Regions from separate parts of the Sus scrofa genome. Here all the other regions are linked to region 2. The links are chromatin contacts, called in public Hi-C maps. All regions are on one chromosome and are shown on one strand. The core of a region is the stretch at or near the end of the contact, and the rest is flanking DNA. Distances in the headings are between cores, read along the strand shown. Region 1 overlaps LOC106509954 (a long non-coding RNA gene). Region 2 has its middle 110 kb from the start of MYC. Region 3 has its middle 390 kb from the start of FAM84B. Region 4 has its middle 430 kb from the start of MYC.

Region 1 (2,700 bases), core at 142-2,641, 260 kb after region 2:
ATGACATAGAAAACAGTACAGTAGAAAAGAGAGAGAAGCAGATCCTGGTTCTAGGAAAAGACCAAGGCAGGAAATTAATCATGGTGAACTTGATGAAGGGGAAAAAAAGGGTTCACTTCATTTGCTCTGGGGCACAGAGTGGAAAATCTATAATTAAAGTCTTGCCTGTTTGCATCCAGAGCCCTGTCTAAATACAATATTCACAATGAAAAGGATCAAGACAAGTAGGATGTTAATAAACTGACTTGAAGATGGTGATCAAGGTTGTTCAACATTTCCAAGGTACACGGGCTATAAGAAGTTCAGATGACCTACATCCTTCTTCTTTTCCCTCGCAGGGTCACAGAGAAAGCCATGCTTGATTAACACTGAGGATTCGCGTGTGACCTATGGCTGGTGTCCAATGACTTCTCCCATTTTCAGAACACTTCTGTAATGTTTCCGTCAGTGGTGAATATATGACATCCAAGGAAAGGTGAGGCCCTGACACTAAGAGGAATACAATGACCAGTCCAAGAGGACAACCCAGAACTGGACTTCTGGGGCCTGACTGAACTGGATTGAGGTATCGGACACGCTTTTACAGAGGCTATTTAGGAGGTAGATTTTATGAGCCTCATTTTGCCAATGATAACACTAGGGCACAGAGAGGTTCAGCAACCCGCCCAAGGCCACACAGCCAGGAAGGAGCAGGATCTGACCCCAGGCTGCCTGACTCCGGAGCCCATGCTTGCAAACATTCGTAATCCCTGCTGAATGATTTCAGCTCTCCTGCTGTCTTCCCCCACCTCACTGTCTCGCGATGGACGTTCACATTTCCCGGCTGGCCCAGAAGCTGCGATAGGGTGTTATGAGCTGTTAGCTTAAGAGGGGTGAAGCCCTGTGAAAAGAAAACACACTTGCTCCCCTTCCTCAGCTGCGCTGGTCTTTCCTCCAGCTGATCTTTCTCCTGTTATATAAATGGAATGTTATACAAATGTTTCCACCATGAGTTTCCTTTCAAAAGATGAATAAAAGAATGAGGCGTTTTGTTTTCCTTTGTTCCCTGGTAGCACCTATGTTAAGAATTTGTGCTTAAAACATGACTCACTAATTCTTGGAGCAAAGCACAAGGAAGTGAAGGGATCTGATGTTTCTCTGAGATGTAGGCTTGAGCTTGTGTGGGAAAGAAGCAACTGGAACGGCTTAGGCACAGTTTCATTCAAGAATACAATGCTCCTGCTCTTACCTCTTCCCCAACAGCTCCTAACATGACTGTTGTGTTCACGTAGCCCCGTTCGCTTTCTTGTATCATTGTCAAATATTTCAGGCAAGTGATATCTAGTTCCCTTGCGTGTGGGCGTGTGCCGAACTGTTTGAGTTTATAATTATTAACTGAATCATTGGTTTGTTGTTTGATAGGCAGTTTGGTTTGGGAACAGTTATTTACAGAACAAAAGCAGGAGGGAGGTGGTTTAAATATGGTGCATGGTAAATAAGCTTGAGAAGTACCTAATTTTTGTGGACTTAAGTATAATAAGCTTTCAACTAAGCCTGAAGCATTTTAATTCCCTGAGCCTATGCATGCTATGGGCAGGCTTTATCCCGTTGGAGGAGTGAGATCTGAATCTTAGCACACAGAAAGACATTCTCAGAACCTGCTTTCTAGAAAGTGAGCCATGTGGGCCACTTCCACTTCCTCACCCCCTCCAGCCCCAGTCATTTGATTGCCTGGAATGTTGGTTTTATAATTCGCTGGCTCCAGGGAGCTGCCTGAATGTCCGTGAGTCAGCTTGCTGGCTACTGGGGGAGCCAAAGCAGGCTGCCTGGGTGCACAGAATGTTTTCTTTGGAAGGAACCCTCTTCCTTGAATTCCTTTTCTTTGCAGGAGACAATGAGGAGTGGGAAGTCACTTTGGGTGTGACTGTTTATCTCTCTTCTTTCCTATTCATTGCTCAATACCTTCAAAAACATCGGTCCTCGGGCAAAGACGCATTTGGGGAATCAGCTAGAAGGACATCCCAGAGGCCATCCTTTCTGTTCCTTGACAAAATCTCTCCCAATAGCCTCTGCTTCTCTATCCATAGATCCCCAAGTGTGTCAGGGAACATCTACTGTTTCCTCCCGACAATTGTGGCACAGACTGAAAATCAGGGTTGTCATCAAGTTTTCCCTTGTTATCAAAATTATATCACTCTTAGATACTTTAGCATCCCTCCCGCTGAACCAGGCTCAACAGTCACCTGGATTATCATGATTGCTGTGCTGCTACAACCACCATTACGGAACCCTCCCACCTCCACCATCACTGGCACTACCCCTGGCATCACCACAACTATCCACACCATCAGGACCATCACCCTCCAGAACTCAACCACCAAAAACTACCATTCTAGCTGCACCAGTGCCACATTCACCATGACCACGAATAATGGTGCCATCACCACTACCTTCATTTAATTCAGTAGTTATTTACTGAGCAGTTATACACTGATGGTAGCCTGACACTCTAGTAGGCCCCAGAGATATTAAAAATAATATGCCATGATTCCTGCCCTGGAGGACAACGGTCTGTTAGCGGAACTTAGAGAATTGTACGAATGGCAGTTATGCAAACTACAAGGAAATATATGCTGTAGGAGAGATATAAATAAGATGCTGGGTTTAGTTCAAAAGTTTAGTAATTCAGGAGGATCAGCTTAAATGTCACATTTTCTGGTA
Region 2 (2,700 bases), core at 69-2,568:
CTCATTTATTCCTCCATGCTTTCCCCTTTGGTAACCATAAGTTTGTTTTCTATATCTGTGAGTCCTGTTTCTGTTTTGTAAATAAGTTCATTTGTATTATTTTTTTAACTTTTTTTTTCTTTTTAGGGCCGCACCCACAGCATATGGAGGTTCCCAGGCTAGGGGTCGAATTGGAGCTGCAGCTGCCAGCCTAATACGCCACAGCCACAGCAATGTCAGATCTGAGCCAAATCTATGACCTATACCACAGCTCACAGAAACATGGGATACTTAACCCGTCACAAATCGAACTTGGGTCCTCATGGATATTAGTCAGGTATGTTTCTGCTGAGCCACAATGGGAACTCATGTATTATTATTTTAGATTGCACACGTAAATGAGATCACATGATATTTGTCTTTCTTTGTGTGACTTACTTCACTTAGCAGGACAATCTCTAGGTCCATCCATGTTGCTGTAAATGGCAATATTTCATTCTTTTTTATGACTGGGAAATATTCCGTTGTATTACCTGGAATATAATATTTCATTATATTACCTGGAAATATCTATTTCCCTGGTGTGTGTGTGTGTGTGTGTGTGTGTGTGTGTGTGTGTACACATTTAGGTTGCTTCTATATCTTGACTGCTATAAATAGTGCTACAATGAACACTGGGGTGCATGTATCATTTCTAGTCAGAGTTTCCATCTTTTCTGGATATATGCCCAGGCATGGGATTGTTGAATCATATGGTAACTATTTTTTGGTGTTTTTTTTTTTTTTTTTTTTTTTGTCTTTTTAGGGCCATACCTGTGGCACATGGAAATTCCCAGGCTAGGGGTCAAATCGGAGCTGCAGTCGCTGGCCTACACCACAGCCACAGCAATGCAGGATCTGAGCCATGTCTGCCACCCCCACTGCAGCTTACGGCAATGCTGGATCCTTAACCCACTGGGTGAGGCCAGAGATCAAACTTATTTCCTCATGGATACTAGTCAGGTTTGCTACTGTTGAGACAAAACAGGAACTCCCTACTTTTAGTTTTTAAAAAGAAACTCCAGACTGGTTTCCACAGTAGTTAAACCAATTTACATTCCCACCAACAGTGTAGGCGAGTTCCCTTTGCTCCACATCTTCTCCTGCATGTATTATTTATAGACTTTTCAATGATGGTCATTCTGACTGATTTTTGGAACATCCCAAACCCATCCTGGTTTTCCTCCTTGGTGATTAATTGCTTCTTCTCTTTCTCCTCCTTCTTCTCTTCTTCCTCCCAGCCTCTCAATCTTAGTGTTCCCCAGGGTTTGGCCACTTCTTACACTGTTGAACTCACCCAGACTCTAGCCCAGACCTTAGTGATGTCATACTCTGCCAAGCTGTCAGAACCACCCCTACGGGAAGGACTTTCTAAGGCAGGTCTCCAGCCAGCCCCTAGGTCTCATCCTGACACCTCCACTTGGATGTCTCACAAGGCTTTCAACCTTAACATGCCCCAAACTAGTCTTTTAATCTTCTCTCTACCTGCATTTATCTAGACTTTAAAGTCTCAGGAATAGCTTAGGCTAGAAGACAGTTTCATTTTTCCCCTTTCTATAACTTTCCCCACCAACCATCAGCACGGTCTACTGGGTCCACTAATTAAACTTTTCCCACTCGCTCACTTGATTCCATCTCTACTACCCTCAACCTGGGACCAACCACATCAGTGCTTGCCTGGACTTTTTGTTGTTCTTGTTGTTGCTTTTTAGGGCCACACTAGTGGAATATGGAAGTTCCCAGGCTAGGGGTTGAATCGGAGCTACAACTGCCGGCCTACACCACAGCCACAGCAATGAAGGGTCCGAGCTGCGTCTGCGAACTACACCGCAGCTCACGGCAATGCTGGATTGCTGACCCACTGAGCAAGGCCAGGGATCAAACCCACATCCTCATGGACACTAGTCAGATTTGTTTCTGCTGCACCACGACGGGAACTCCTGCCTGGGCTTCTTCCTATGACAACCTTTTAGAGGTTACTCCTATCTCTCTCTCCCTGGCCATTCCCTAAACAGCAGCAAGATGAAATTTGAATTGTGTCTCTTCTCTGCTTAAAATGCTTCCAAGTCTTCCCCTTGTGCCTAGAATAAAATCCCAGATCTGGACTGAAGCTCATACTCTCCCACTTGCTCAACCCCTCCCCCACCCCGCAAGGCCATCTTGGGCCATGGTCTATGTGCTCAGGCCACATTGGCCTTCTCTTTGCTCCTCCAACACGCTGGTCTCTATCCCACCTCACAGCCTTCACCGGGGCTGTTCCCTCTCCCGAGAATGAGAATTCTCTTCCCTGAGCAACCTCCTTCTCATCTTTTGGGTTTTAGCTGAAAATGCTTTCAGAAGAGGCCTTATCTGGTTGTCTGATTCTTCTACTCACTAACTATGTGACTTTGGAGAAGTGGTTTCCCCACACCAGACTTATCTCCTTTTTCATTTATAAGGTGATAATAATAATATTTATTTGGCAAATCTGTGAAGATTATAGGAATGAATCAATGATTCATTCAATTTGTGCATTCAATGTATACAATAAATAACACACTTATTGAAAGCTTCCTAGGCACTGTACCTGGGGTGGAAGATAAAAGATGAGAGTACATTTGTGCCTGGCACACAGCAGGTGCTCAAAGAATATTTACTTCCTTTAAACCCTAACTCCCTAACACTCAAGCCAGTCTTTTCAAA
Region 3 (2,700 bases), core at 174-2,673, 490 kb after region 2:
ACTTGCTTTTTTCCAAAAGCGTAAAACTCTTTCAAGACTCTTTGCTTTGCATGTGGTCATCCTTCTGCTTGAGGCACTGTCCTTCCCTATCTCTCCTTGGGTCCAGCAGGTGCAGTCCCCTGTCTTGCAGCTCTAGAACTGTTATCACTTCTTAGAAGAACTGTCAGATTCCACCCCTGGAGGAGCCTGCCCTCTGGCTTCTCCCAATGTCCTGCATGTATCTGTATCATGTCCAAGTCAAGTTGTTTTCACTACTAGACTAAAAATCTCTTAAGGACACGTTTATGCCTTAGTGATCTCTGCCATTTCCGACAAGACCATAAGGGCTGACATATAACAATCAGGAAATATTTATTGTGTTTGAATAAGCAAATAAATGCATACAGGCAGGAAAAAATATCTTAAAATGTGGACCACCCATTCTTTGGTTTGATTGGACAGTACACAATGGCTAAATTATCCTTTCATGATCATCACATTGTCAAGATTGAAAAATAAATATTAAGAAAAGAACTTATTGTACCTGGATAATACTGCAAAGACCTTAAGCTTTTGAGTCTACTGTCTTCTTTCTCATTGAGAATTCTGTGCAAAGATGAAGGTAAGCTTAGGAACCTCCAATGTTTACTCTTTGTAACAAATGCATAAGCCCCTTCTCCTTTTTGGACACTAGGGGTGGTACACACTTTTTTTTTTTTTTTTCCTCCAAAAAAATATACAGCTGAAAGCAAATCCATTCCTGGTGGGCTGTGGATGCCCATAACGCGAAGGTCAATGGCAATTTCTCATCTCACTGTCCCTTGCTGGGACAGAGCCAAACAGAACTAGAGCCTGGCCGTGTTCCTTTCCCACTCCAGCAAGAGGACAGCTAAATCGTGGATCTATGTTCACATAGAGATCACTTGTGAGCTCATCCCCGCCATTCACCAGGAATTTGATTTCACTTTTCTGAGCTTCAGTTTCTCACCATGACCTGAGGATTGTGACCTCATAATGCTCAGCTTAAAAAACAGGAACTGTTGTGAAACCTGAGGTACACTAGCAAAATCATCAAGCCTGTTTTCTAACATATAGTCGATGCTCCCAGATGTCAACCTCTTCCCTTCTCTCACTGGGCCCTCCTCAGAAGAGAACATTCTGGCCAGTTGCGATAAAGAAGCCATTTCTAGCTTTCTTTTTCTGCTTAGTCAGGCTAGGGTAGGGCTCTGGTATCTTGTGCGTATCTCTCTGGCTTGCATACCCAGGCACACCCTCCACGGGGCTTTGCTTCCTTAACCTCAAGTTATGTAATGAGTAGGTGTACAGCCCTGGATTCATTTCCACAGGGACCTGTTTCAAAATCCCTGCTGATTGTTCTAGGCTCTGCGTGGGAAAGAGAGAGGCCCACACATGTTTCCCACTTGAGGCATTACGCCTGAATTAGGTCATGCGATCATTGCATTTTTCACCATTTCACAAGCTGCTACTATGGCAGCAGGTTAGGGCCACAGCAGAATAAGGCAAGAGTAGAGAGTTGCTTAACTTTTCCCTGTATTTACACATACATGTTTGCAGGGAAGAGGTGACTCATCCTTCTTGCTGGAATACAACCAGTAGGCCAGCTCCTAATGACTTTTCTTTTAAAGGCTACTTTCCCTTGCCTTCTGATAAATCCTCTATTTAATCTCTGGAAGGACAGGACATGTTAGGAAGAGTATTAACCTGTTTTGACCCCTAGGGTACCATTGGGTAACACTTAGGGAGTACACAGGTGGTATCCAAGGAACCCTCCCCAAAAGTGTGGGAAGTGAAATAAACAATAGTTGATGACTCAAAGATTGGTGTAACCCATGGAAGTTACTACCTACCATGTACCAGGTGCTTTGTCTACATTTTCTCTAATCCTCGTGTCAACCGAGCTCATCTTGTAACTGATGCTGAGGCATGTTCAGTAACTTCTCCAAAGTACCAGTGTTAATAAGCAGCAGAGCTGGGACTCAGATCCGGACATGTCCACTGTCAAAGCCCATGCACCTTACATTGTGTCACAGCACCTCCCTGAAGTTGAAATTGGAGGCTTTACTTCTTTACCACCCAAGTTTCTAGAGCTGCCACTAGATAAAAACATACCCCTCCTCTCTCTGTCACCCTAATATTCTGGTGTTTAGTGAAGTCACATTTGTACAAAAGGCAGCCGAAAGAATATCAACTTTAAAACATTCCTTGGTGAGATTCTATTTCCTTGGTTACTATTCCTGAGGTTTGGCTGTTTCTCCCTTTTGTTGATTCTGGAGACTACCCATAGATGAAATTCCAGTAGAATATTTTACTTTCATATTTATTTGATTCACTAGATACAGATTTTTGTGTTGACAGGTTTTTTTCTTTTTTATCAGCATTTTAAAGATCATGTTTTTGTCTTTTGACCTCCATAGTGTCTGATGAGAAGTCAGCTGTCACTTAAATGCTGTCTTAAAAGCAATGCATTCTTTTTCTCTGGCTGATCTATAGATTTATCTTTATCTTTGGTTTTCAGTTGTTTATTTATAATGTGCCTATGTGTTTTCTTTGTATTTGTCCTGTTTTGAGATTTACTGTGCTTCATAAATCAATAAATTTAAGTGTTTTATGAAATTGAGGAATTTTTAGCAGTTTTTTAAAAATAAAATTTCTATGCTATTCTTGATTATACCCTTTGGTCTGACTCCAATTCAATATATG
Region 4 (2,700 bases), core at 53-2,552, 320 kb after region 2:
ATTGGGTTAGGTGCTGGAGAATCAGAAATAGAAAATGATCCCTGTCTTCTAGAAATACACAGATTCATAAGGAGATGGGCAGTTAAGCTATTTCAGTGTAGTAGTGAGATGTGTGAATTAAGAAAGCTGCTTTTTCTTGGAAGACTCCATCTTGGGGCGTTGGAAAGGGCTTCTCAGAAGAGCTATGAGGACTACCTGATGGAAGGTGGGAAGGAATCTTCTCGGCAGAGACAGAGGAGATGACAACATCAGGTGGAGAAGCCTTAGTTCACAAAGGTACAGCGTTCAGTTTGGTATCCCCTGGGAATGGTGACAAATATAAGATGATTTTGTGGTGACATCAGGGAAGGGAGAAGATGAAGAGGAGAGTGGAGATGATTCTGGGGGAGCAGGTTGAAACTGGATTGAGAAGGGTCTTTTATGCCAGGTTAATGGGCTTGGATTCCATTCTACACCCACAGGTGGAGATTCCGATTAATGTGGGGTGTGTGCATGCATGCGACATAGTCAGGTGTGATATTTAGGAAGACAGTGGTGTCTAGGGAAGGATGGAGAATGTAAATGAGAGAAGCATGACGGAATACAGCTTCTGGGGAACTGTGAACATTCTGGCAGCTACACTGCTGATGAGTAAAGGGGAGACAAGCTTTGGAAAAGTATGCCGGGACTGATCAGTGGAAGGCTGTATAAGGAGTTTGTATCAATAGATACAGCTAGTGGATGCTCCTCATAGCTTTTTTCCTGTGATTTACATGACAGTGATTAATGGAGAACCTACACGGAGCTTTGCCTGGCACTGCGTAGTGTGAAATGAAGTAGCTGAAGCTGAGACTTTTCTAGAAGAGGCCACTTTCCCACCTCTTGTACACGCTTATGGCTAAAGTCCTTTCGTGCCTCAAGGAGTGTGCAGTTGGTTTTCTCAGCGTCTGTGGCCTTGACAATCTTCTGGCTTCTCAGAGCCTCCTTAAGCCACTCAGAGCAGGAAAGCTGATCTTGTGTCTGGCTCCACCACCACTGGAGAGAAGTTCAAATCTATTTTCCACTAACAGGTTCCACAGAGCTGCGCTCCTGAATGTAACAAGGACACGAGGGCCGGTATGAAACCCAGAGCTCTGGAGGGAAGAGTGCATATATGCATAACTGAAGAAACAGAATTTTTCTATCTTCTTCCCACTGGCAACATATCTGAAAGCCTTGACTCAGCATTCATTGGTTTCAATGCTCACGCCTGTCCATCCCTCTCGGCGGGGGTTGATTTCATCGCTGGCTTGCTTTCACAATGTGACTGTGGGATCTTGGTGCCTAATTCCTTCTAAGTTCCATTTCAGGGTGGAAGAGCAAGAACAAGCTCTAACCAGTAGACGGCCCAGTGACTCAGGAGCTTAAGCATTTAACCAATTAGTAAAGAAAAATGTGGCAAAGATTTGCAGTTAATAAGAATGAAAGAAGAATCACTGGGGCCTAAATTATGCAAGCTTTTATTTCCTCTTGGGACCATATTAGAACTTTGGGAGAAGAAAGGCTACCTTTACCTTTGAGGAATTTTCAGAGCTTTGTTTTTTTTCTTTCTATTGGTGACTCATAGAGGGAAGGATTTCAACACCTCAGAAAAATGCCTCATCACTTCCTCTTGTGAAATCTGGGTGCTTTTGAATGAATCCATGTAAGGAATGTGGATTTCCATGTGTGATGCTGAGGGCCCTTTCTCATTTTAGAACAAACCTGGTACCCAGCGGAGATGCTGGTTAGAAGTCACAGAGCACTTGCGTTCTGGGGAAGGATTTAATCATCCTTGGAAATCAGGAAAATGCAATAATTTAAAGCACAGTCTTTTGTCAGGTGGGTTCAAATCCCAGCTCGACCTCTTTCTAGTTATAGGATTATCCCCTCTGAGCTCAGTGTTCTCATCTCTAAAATGGGACCACTTAGGTCTACTTCTCAGGAGTTTCTAAGGATGAAATAACAACATATGAAAAATATTTATTTTAGTGTCGGGTACACAGTAATCATTCAATGTCGTGGCTATTACTATTAACCAAAATAAAAGTAGAAAATGCACACATATTGTTTTGTTAATATTTATAGCAGAATCTTCTCTAAATAAAGGGAAATTTGATTTCTACCTGTATTAGGTGACAATGGTAGGTTAAAAAAGTTATCTTATGAATGTTTTCTAATTTTATAGAGGGTTGCTATTTTAATACTTTATTTTTACACCTGTGTTATTTAGTTTTTATTCTTCTAACCTTATTTCAGAAAAAATTTTAAAGTAGCTTATAAATCTATAAACAAAACAAGATAAACTAAATTATTTTTTTTTCACCTACAATCTTTTTTTCACCCATAATCTTAGCAATATTTTTTTTCTTCTTGGCCACTCCCACAGCATGTGGAAGTTCCTAGGCCAGGGATCAAACCCACATCGCAGCAGTGACCTGAGCCACTGTAGTGACAATACCAGATCCTTAACCTACTGTACCACAAGGGAACTCCCTTAGCAACATTTTTAAAAGCTGTATTATTCCCAGATTGACATATAGGAGTTACTCAGTATTTACTGAGTTTAATTTAAATGAGAGGGAGAGAGGAAAGAAAATTCAATGAATGTTTCTCTTTGAGGCCATTTTTCTTTCTTTGTCAACATATTTTTCTTAAATTTGACCATTATATGGATTTGAAACAGAAATAACCAGATTTATT

Evidence for each region. A called contact is a pair of places that touch in the nucleus more often than the background predicts.
Region 1: a contact with region 2 is called in a Hi-C map of embryonic fibroblasts, with 2.2 times the contacts expected there. A contact is called at or near these places in 2 of 47 Hi-C or Micro-C datasets (embryonic fibroblasts and fibroblasts).
Region 3: a Hi-C map of embryonic fibroblasts shows a contact between it and region 2, with 1.8 times the contacts expected there. A contact is called at or near these places in 2 of 47 Hi-C or Micro-C datasets (embryonic fibroblasts and mesenchymal stem cells).
Region 4: a Hi-C map of embryonic fibroblasts shows a contact between it and region 2, with 1.8 times the contacts expected there. A contact is called at or near these places in 2 of 47 Hi-C or Micro-C datasets (embryonic fibroblasts and fibroblasts).

What each region holds. Positions count from the first base shown.
Region 1 is chr4:12,825,035-12,827,734 of Sscrofa11.1, forward strand. It overlaps LOC106509954 (a long non-coding RNA gene), which reads left to right. Exons shown (of 5, transcript XR_001308004.2): 5 at 339-2,700. Among named protein-coding and RNA genes, the nearest start is that of MYC, 370 kb to the left of the region's middle.
Region 2 is chr4:12,565,128-12,567,827 of Sscrofa11.1, forward strand. No RefSeq gene overlaps it. Among named protein-coding and RNA genes, the nearest start is that of MYC, 110 kb to the left of the region's middle.
Region 3 is chr4:13,053,103-13,055,802 of Sscrofa11.1, forward strand. No RefSeq gene overlaps it. Among named protein-coding and RNA genes, the nearest start is that of FAM84B, 390 kb to the right of the region's middle.
Region 4 is chr4:12,886,484-12,889,183 of Sscrofa11.1, forward strand. No RefSeq gene overlaps it. Among named protein-coding and RNA genes, the nearest start is that of MYC, 430 kb to the left of the region's middle.